Regions from separate parts of the Capra hircus genome. Here region 2 is linked to region 1. A link is a contact called in public Hi-C data. All regions are on one chromosome and are shown on one strand. Each heading gives the region's core, a stretch centred on a gene start, on an enhancer-like site or on the middle of the called end of the contact. The rest is flanking DNA. Distances are from core to core; before and after follow the strand shown. Region 1 overlaps ACIN1 (apoptotic chromatin condensation inducer in the nucleus). Region 2 holds the start of CEBPE (CCAAT/enhancer-binding protein epsilon).

Evidence for each region. Hi-C and Micro-C count contacts between places; a contact is called where the count stands out from the background.
Region 2: a Hi-C map of blood shows a contact between it and region 1, with 1.8 times the contacts expected there. The contact joins the promoter of CEBPE here to the enhancer-like site in region 1. A contact is called at or near these places in 3 of 5 Hi-C or Micro-C datasets (blood and liver).

The regions. Positions count from the first base shown.
Region 1 is chr10:79,630,945-79,635,399 of ARS1.2, forward strand. It overlaps ACIN1 (apoptotic chromatin condensation inducer in the nucleus), which reads right to left. Exons shown (of 19, transcript XM_018054585.1): 9 at 3,735-3,876; 10 at 240-282. Among named protein-coding and RNA genes, the nearest start is that of CDH24, 8.3 kb to the left of the region's middle. Within about 2 kb of position 1,752, at least 1 of the 5 cell types and tissues checked has an H3K27ac peak or open chromatin away from gene starts, as enhancers often do.
Region 2 is chr10:79,680,971-79,685,576 of ARS1.2, forward strand. CEBPE (CCAAT/enhancer-binding protein epsilon) reads right to left here and starts at 2,737. Exons shown (of 2, transcript XM_005685252.3): 1 at 2,119-2,737; 2 at 1,032-1,559. The coding sequence starts at 2,628. The coding sequence ends at 1,224.

The DNA.
Region 1 (4,455 bases), core at 502-3,001:
TCACAGTGTATCTCATTAGGGTTAAGAAAGAAATTGGGGAAAAATAACAAGAATTGTTTATGAAGTTCTGAATTATAAACTGGAGCCTTAACTATGCCATAGATTTGCTGGGTAGAGTTGCTGGGATGGGAAGGGGCGACCCAAGAATGCCACTGAGAGAGAATGGAAGTCTGTCTCTTTGTGCACTCTGAGTCTTATGGTGCTCTGGACCTGCATCAGGGATTTGGGGCTAGACTTACAGACAACGGAGATCTTCCTCTTGAATGATTTGGGCAGCAAGCTCTGTATAGAGAAGAAAGGGGGAAAAAAAAAAAAAAGAGAAAGAGACACACCCCACAGAGAGGTGGAAAGGAGGTTAGATGGGGCAGTCTTAGCACAGGTTCCAAAGACACAGAGAGATAGAGACACAGAGACAGACAGACCGAAACAGAAGCGGCAAACGGCAAAAACGAAGCAGAATCAATGCAAGTTAGAGAAAAAAATAAAACCAAACATCACAGCAGGGAAAAGTCATCTAGTCCATACCACACCTATGTATTAGCTTAACCAGAAATAAGCTGCAAGAATTTCAGTGGCCTCCCAGCCCCTTAAAAGCACTGGTCATGCCCTCTTCCACTGGTGTCTATGGATGGAGAGGATGCGAGACCCAACAAGCTATGCCCAAAACTGAGTTATTTAGTCTTTCTAAGGTCTTCCTTGCTAACTGGAGCAAAATATGAGTAAACAAGGAAAACCAACTTTGGGATGGCAACTGTGACGATATAACCCTCCTCCTCTACTCAGTGCCCAGCCTGACATCCACTGACAGTGGCTCTGAGCAGCTTGGACAGCAGACTGTTAAAACTGCCTGGATCGCTGCCACACTGTGGAAAAGGGCAGCACCAGACTCACTGGAGAGGAGCCTCTGAAGCCAAGTGCCGGCAGGAAGAATTTAAAGGTGTCTTTGGTAAAGACAGATTTTATGAAGGGCAGACAGTACCCAGGAAGTTTCAGACTTTCCGACCACTGTGCAGAGCTCTAGCAGAGCCCTACTATGTCATCTCCAAACAGGGCTTATGCCTTAGGGGCTCTGTCAATGACCAGAAACTTCCAAACTTGCTTTTGAGCAAGTTTCTGCCCCTAAACACTCAGTGGAAGACTGTGGACAGAGCAAAAAGAGGAAGAGAAAGCGAAAAGGGGAATAGAGCATTTTCAGATTTAGGTGCTTATTTCTGGAAAAACTAAGACCTACCACCCTTCTAAAGGGTAGGGCAGGAGCCCTCTTGATGAAATCCCTTTCCCCCATCCAACCCCCAGCCCCGTTTGTGTTGTCTAACCAAGTCTCCTTGGTCTCCTTTAAGGGCCAGCCTGACCCCTAGCCAGGCTGCTCTTGATGGGTAAGTTAGTGAGAAAAAAAAAAGTCTTAATTAAAACAGGTAGAACATGAACCAAATAAATAAATCCAATAAAGAAATCAGAATAAAGATAAAGAAAAAAAATAAAAATAAAAGATTAAAAAAAGAGGAGAAAGAAGAAAATAAAGAGGAAAATAAACTAGGAATATGACAAATGTTCCAGGTACCATCTCACACCTGGGATCTTCAGTTCAGCCAATCGCACCTCACTGTGTACTGTATCTAGTCAACCGCCGGTCCAATCAGAATGAGCCCTCCCTGCTAGGCGCTCTGCATTTGGTGGGGGGTTGGGTTGGCAAAAAAGGTGGGCGCACGGCGTGGTGGTCGGCACGGCACTGCCAGAGTCCTCCCAGGGGCGCACGGGGGCGGGAGGGAAACGTGTGGGGGGACGCTGCCCAGTTTCCATGATGTCAAGACAGTTCACTGGCGGTGGCCAGGCTCAGCGAGGGGTACAGGGGGAACAGGGGCAGAGACATCAGTTCTGGCCCTGTAGGGGCATCATCCTGTAGTCCCTGATGAGATGGCCTGTGAGTAGCAGGAATGGTCCTGGCCTTTTATCGTGAGAGGCAGGCAGGACCCTATGTCCACCAGTGGCAAGCTGCAGCAACACCACCACCCAGTGCTTGGAATCCAGGTGATGACTCCAGAGTCCCTTTCTCCTCTGCCTGTAACTGGGGAGGGGGTCCTCTCACCGAGTGGGTTCATGAAGCCTCTGTTGAAGGCAGCCTGGGGGTAGTAGGTGGATAGCCCCAGGACCTGGCACACATTCAGCAGCAAGGTCAGAATACTTTTCTTCTGAGTGGTGTGTGGCATCTCCTCAGGGACTCCAGCTGAGACAGTGGTTCCAGTCAGGTGGATGGATGAGCCCCTGCCTCCAGGGATGGAGGAGAAGTTGGAGCAACCAACATGCTGCCCTTCACCATGGACAACAGGGACCAAAGGAAAGTCCATCTGATGAGCAAATGATGATACATGGCTGGGCTGTCATCAGCATTAAATCCCTGGGCTCAGACCCTAGACTTCTCTGCAGGGTTCCTAGTCGTCACAGCTTAAGCCGAGAGCCCCACTTGGCATTTTACAGCTGGCACTGTGATCACAAACATTGACTCTTTAGGAGGTCTTGGTGCCCTAGTTGGGGATCCCAACAGTCTGCAGCAAACAAGGCAACCCACAGTCCTCAAAAGGGCAAGGGCGTGTGGGCAGGCGCCCCAGCGCTGGCACAAGCTCTTCTCGGGGTGTCCCAAAGAGGGAGACGATGCAAGTCCACCCCTTTCCAAATGCTTTTTGCTTTCTTAATACAAGTCTCTCCAGAACAGTGCTCTTCTTGGCCCCCTGATGTAAGCAAGGCAGGGAGGCAAAAGGGGGCCCATCACAGGATCCCATACACATGCCCCCCTCTGGCCAAGACACCTGGATAGCAGACTCGGCTCTGACTGGGCAGCTCAGTAGCAGCGGTTGGGTCCAGAGGAAGAGGCGGCATCAGCGATTGGCCAGTTGGGCAGGGTTATATTTTACGGGCGGATTACCGTACATGAGGTACTTGGACAAAGTTTTACGGGGAAGAAGGACCTTGTAATAAATAATATTCTGCACATCAAATCACTTTCACCGGCCCCCACCCCCGCAACACACACCAAAGAAAGGCTACACACACAACAGTCCCTCCCACCCTGTTACTCTAGTCCCAAACCCAGCTAATTCTTTCTCTAATTACTTTAAGAGTCAAGAAGACTTCGCTGGCTCTGATGTGAGGAGCCCCCTGAATTGGGCGCAGGACACAAAATAACATGTATGCCCAAAAAGTAAGTTGAGGCATCACAAAAATAGCCAAGGGGCCTCTGGGATCACCCCAGGAGCTGGCTTCTAAGTAGCTTCATCTTTCAACAAGACCACTGGGGGGCAGATCAGCAACAAAAATTCCTCAGCATGGTGGTCAGCGGAGATCCACCAAAGCCCACTAGATGGCGCTGAGCTCCAACATGTTTTAAAAAGGAGGGAAAGCTAGGGGGCTACCACAGGGAGAAGCTGGAGAAGGCAGCAGGGAAAGCTAAGCCTGGGTCTTAGATAAAGGGCCATTAACTGACTTTCTGGGTGGTAACAAACTTCCCCAACTGCACTACTTCCCCAACAAGGAAAGGGGGATGAAGGAGTCCTGTCCCATCACACGGGGTCTCCCTGGCTAAACCAGCGAATTCTCCCTTGGCCCTGTCCTGATCCAAATCTTTGCCTAGTCCCTTTTTTAAGCTATCCCACTGTGGAAGAGGGATCACTGGAATGTTCTACTCTCTCCCCTAGGTCCACTCCTGCCCACCCAGCCCAGTAGGTGGCTTGGGTATTTACCTCTTTCTTCTCCTCATCCTCAGCACTGCCCTCTGGGCGGTCATCATTGCTGACTTGGTCTGCAATAGGCATGGGGGGCTCTGGAACCTCATTTTCAGCTCTGTTTTCACTTGTGTCCATGGTCACTTCCTCCTTCTCCTCACTGTCATATGGGGATTGGTTGGGGGGCAGGAAAAAACCAAGGGGAAGAGAGAACAAGATGTTAGGTTTTGGGTCAAGGAAACCTCCATGCCTCAGTACTTGGGTGGGATTGGGAGGGCTGCTTTTCAGATCAAACTAGAGACTTTGCCCCCAATGGAAAAGCAGACAACCCTTTTCCTAGGGGAAAGAGCACAGATCACAGCAACCACATCCTCCCACTGCCCAGATGGGATAAAGCTGTGATGTGTGAGGTCAGGACTCCAATGCTCTTAGGTAATTCACAAGAGTACTCTTCTCATATGAAGAGGAGCAACATCCCTCTCTGAAAAGTCCCTCAAAAGTGACTGTTATTTGCCCACAACCCCAGGGCATCCCCAGCCCGTGGTCACGGGCACTCCCAAACTGCATGAGAAACTAAGGGAAGCCCAAGTCCTTAAAAAGATGAGAAAGAGCAGCCAAGGCTGTAGCAAATGACCCCAACTTTGTTGTTTAATCAACTGCTTAGGGTAAAAGCCTAATGACCCACAGATCTGGAGACACCAGGAATGGAGAAATGGTGGGGTGGGGGCTGTAGGGAGAG
Region 2 (4,606 bases), core at 1,487-3,986, 51 kb after region 1:
TGTGCTAGGCACTGTCTATGAACATACAGCATTACTACTCCCATTTTGCAGATGTGGAAACTGAGGTGCAGAGAGAAGTAACCAGCACGAGGTCACACAACTAGCAAGTAGCAGAGGGAAATTCAAACTGAGGCTGTCAAGCACTGTCATATTATGCCTCTCAGGCTAGAGTTCTATGAAAAAACTGCTTTCCACATGGGGTTCATTGCACAGGGAGGTTGTCATCCTCCTCATTATCAATTTTATTGTATATGAACGGGTCTCGAGGCCTTTCCCAACTGATTCATCCCCCAAACACTCAGATTCTTTAAGGAACCTATGCCCCCAAGGAATGGAGGACAAAGGTGGGCACGGGTGGGTTGGAAGCATGGAGGTCTGTCAGTCTGGTAGACTGAAGTTTGGGAACTGGGGAGAAGGGATTGAGTCTCAGATCAATTGTTGCTGCGCTGATGTGCTCAGTCGTGGCCAACTCTTTGCGACCCCATGGACTGTAGCCTGCCAGATTCCTCTGTCCATGGAATTTTCCAGGCAAGAATACTGGAGTGGGTTGCCATTTCCTTCTCCTCAGATCAATTGCTGAGTGACCATAAATACATCAGAGCCATCTGGAATTTTCCCTCAGTCTCCTGGGGCAGGAAGTCCCAGAGCTACACCTCAAGGTGAGAGAGAATAGGCTAGGGTCGGCAGGCCTGGGCAGGAGGGCCTGGAGCTATGGAGATCTCCCTGCAAACCACAGAGCTCTGCTAAGGGAATGTCCAGAGGCCACTCCAGGTCCTCTAGGGTGGGAGTAGAGTGGGCCACGTCCAGGGAGAGAAGAACAGAGGGACAGATACCAGACCTGGCTGTGTGGTATGCTGGGGGACAGCTATGGGCAGCTTGTCTGCTGAATTTCCCAAGTGTTTATTTGGGCCTGGAATCGAGAGGTATACAGACCTAGCCTTGCGCATTCCCTGCCCGCAGAGCCTCCATCACACACACACCCAGACACCCACACCCCCACACCGGCCCAGGCCCAGTGCACAGCCCCAGCACCAAGTCATATGCAGTTTTATTCAGCCACAGAATCATCATGCCGGGCCTGCCCTCCTCCTTGCCCCCTGCTGCCACTTGCCCGTGGTCTCTCTCTGGCTGGGCCTGAGAGGGGCTCTGGGCCCCAATGAGGGCGGGTGTCCGAAAGGTCAGGCTGGGCTCGGGAGCTGGGGCCCTCAGTCTGCCAGGTGGGCTCAGCTGCAGCCCCCCACGCCCTTGATGAGGTTGGCGGCCTCAGGGATCTGGCGGAAGAGGTTGCGCAGCGTGTCCAGCTCCTGGGTCAGCTGTTCCACGCGGCTGCGCAGGCGCTCGTTCTCGGCCATGTACTCCAGCACCTTCTGCTGCGTCTCCAGGATGCGCCGCTTGGCCTTGTCCCGGCTCTTGCGCACCGCGATGTTGTTCCGCTCCCGCCGCAGCCGGTACTCCAGGCTGTCTTTGTTCACCGCCTTCTTGCCCTTGTGTGAGGGGCCCGCTGGGGAGGGCGCCTTGAGGAGCGGGCTGCAGGGGGGCGCGGCAGCGGCCAAAGGGGCCTGCAGGGGGAGGCACGGAGGGAAAGGAGTGAGGGTGTGGGGCAGGAATCCCACCAGCCGGAACACGCGAGGGGCGTCCGAGGGACGTGGGATTCAGGGCTAGCTCCTGGCCCCGTCAGAACGACCACCGCCCTGCCAGGACCCGCGGCTTGGACCCATACTGCCTTTCCTGTCCCCCACACGCTCTGAGGCCATTTTCCTTCCATCTGTCTTGAGTCTCCAGTTCTACCCTCAGCAGGCATTTCCTCTTCTAGAAGCAGGAGGCAGCACAGAAATGAGAGGAGGGGGCTGGTGGGCAGCAGAGAAGCTGGAGGGGGGTGCCCTTAGATCAAGGCAGGCCAGCTGGTCACAGAGACTGCAGGACACATGGGTTCCAGCCACACAGTGGGGCTTCAGGTGGGAGTGAATTCACAGAGAGGCCAAGCGGGGTCATGGCTAGGTGCAGAGCACAGAGGGCTTGGGTGGGTAGATTTCACACAGCAACACCACACATGGACCCCGAGCACACGGCCTCCCTCCAGCCCCTGGGTGGCAGGGAGGAGAACTGAGCTGTTCTTACCTTAAGGACGCGCAATGGCTGGCTGGGTGACGCCAGGCCTGGGGGCAGGTGCATGGCTGTCTGTCCACAGTGTGCCACTTGGTACTGCAGAGGGTTGTAGCCGCTGCGGCTGGCCCCCCGGCTGCCCTCAGGCCCCCTAGGCTCCTCCTTCACGGCCACGGCCCTGGGGTCGTAGCTCCCTGGGCTGCTGTAGATGCCAGGCCCCAAGGCCTTCCTGTCGGGGCCGAAGGTATGTGGGGGATAGGTGAAGGGCCGTGGGTCAGCCGGCAGGTAGTGGGGGAAGGCAGGGGTCCCGGGGCCCTTAAGGCCTCGGGCCTCAGGGGCCGGCTTCACGGCGAAGAGGTCGGAGAGGAGCTGTTCTTCCCCAGACTCGATGTAGGCAGACAGGTCGATGGAGGCCTCATGCTCACACATGTCCCCCAGCTCCCCAGGCCCCGCGCGGGCCCCTGAGAACTCCAGTGGCTGCTGGCCAGCGCGGGGCTCGCACTCGTAGTAGGTCCCGTGGGACATGGCCGGCCCGCCCCCTCGGCTCCCCGCCCCTGGCCGCCCTGCTCTTGGGGCACCCTCCGGGATGCTCGGCTGTCTGTCTCCCCCTGCCCTAGATCTGCCCTCTCCGATCTCCGCCGTCACCCACTCCTGTGTGGTCTCTCTCCTCCCTCCTCTGCTGTTTCCTTTTCCTTCCTCTGTAGTCAATGCCTCTTTTCTCTTCCCTTTTTTCCCCTCTCTCCCTGGGGTGACTCAGGGAGGGGCAGGGCGCACCCCAGAGGGAGGGATGTAAGCCTTAGAGAATCGGAGCCTCTGGCCTATTTAGCAGATGGGGGCTACTCTGGTCAGGCTCCAAGCCAGGGTTCTAAGATGCCCGGGAGCCAATGCTTCTGGGAATGTCTCCCCCTCCTAGTCAAGTCCGGGGGGCGGGGGTTCCAGAATTCTCGTTGAGGGCAACACCTCACTCTGAGTGTCCTTCTTCCTCTGACTTCCAAATGTCCTGTGCAGAAAGTGCCCAGTCAGAAGGAAGAGAGGAACCCTCTTCCAGTGCCGACCCCCAGCCTGATCCGAGCTCCTCCCTGGACACACCTCCTTCTCAGTCCCCCCCCTCCCGCTGCAACAGTACTGGGCTCCACCTACCCCCAGAGCCACCCTGTTCCTTTCGTAGTCCCACCTCTCCAAACCACTCTCCTGGGTGCAGGTCAGGGATGTTGTTTGAGGGGTTTAGGAAGCAGTGATGGGCTTCCCAGATGGCTCAGTGGTAAAGAATCTGCCTGCAGTGCTAGAGACGCAGGAGATGCAGGTTCGACCCCTGGATTGGAGGAAATGGCAACCCACACCAGCATTCTTGTCTGGAGAATCCCATGGACAGAGGAGCCTGGTGGGCTACAGTCCACAGGGTCACAGAATTGGATGCAGCTGAAGCGACTGAGCACAGCACACACAGAGGAAGCAGTGATAAGTCTGGGACCAAGCCATACACTAGGATCTGTCTTCTGGAGCAGAGCAGGCTCTTCTAAGTTTTGCACGGGGTCTGTGCAATAGCCCAAGCCTTCACATGTTTCCAGCCCAGGCTACCTCTAGCAACCTGGCACTGTCCCTGACTGCCCTGTCTTGGCAGGGCTGGTCAGGGCTTGGGCTCCATGCCCCAGACCCTGGCGGCCTCAGCAACAGCTGCGCTCCTCTGGTGGCTCCAGCGCCTGGCCTGTGCTGCCAGAGCCTCGGGCTGGCGCTCTGCCCTGTACAGGTCCTGAGGGCTCTGCCCGTTTCCTGTGGCCGGGCCGCAGGGCTCAGGAGCTCGCTGCAGCTTGGTTGCTCTTTTTCCTTCTGCATGGCCGTTCTCTGACCTCGATGCGTGTCTCTTGGGTCCACTTCCTCTTGTGAGGCTTGACAAAAGCCTTCTCTTTTGTCATCACCTCTTCCTGGGGCTCTGTTTCAGGGTCTCAGGGAGAAGCCCACGGCTCGCTCTCTGCACTTTTGGGCTCAGACCGGGCCCCCTCGCCCTTCCCCTTTCTCTTTCCTCTGGGAACTCCTTACTCCCTCCTGTCAGAGACACTGGCTTTTACCTGTCACATTTCATCTGCAAAAGGGAGACAATGTTGTTGTTTAGTTGCTAAGTTGTGTCTGACTCTTGCCATCCCATGGACTGTAGCCCACCAGGTTACTCTCTCCATGGGATTTCCCAGGCAAGAATACTGGAGTGGGTTGCCATTCCCTTCTCCAGGGGATCTTCCTGACCAAGGGGTTGAACCTGAGTATTGGCAGTTCAATACGGCAGGCAAATTCTTTACCACTGATCCACCTAGGTACAGTGAAAAGGAAAGGACACATAGAAATGTGTCACTGATTCTTCTGTTACCAGCAAGTGCTGTGAGTGCCCTGTGGAGGCCAAAGTTTTTTTAAATTGGGCACAAGGGCCAGACCTCAGTGGTGCAAATATAGAGGGCCTATGTACCATATTGTTGTTCAGGGGTTCAGGTGTGTCTGATTCTTTGTGACCCCA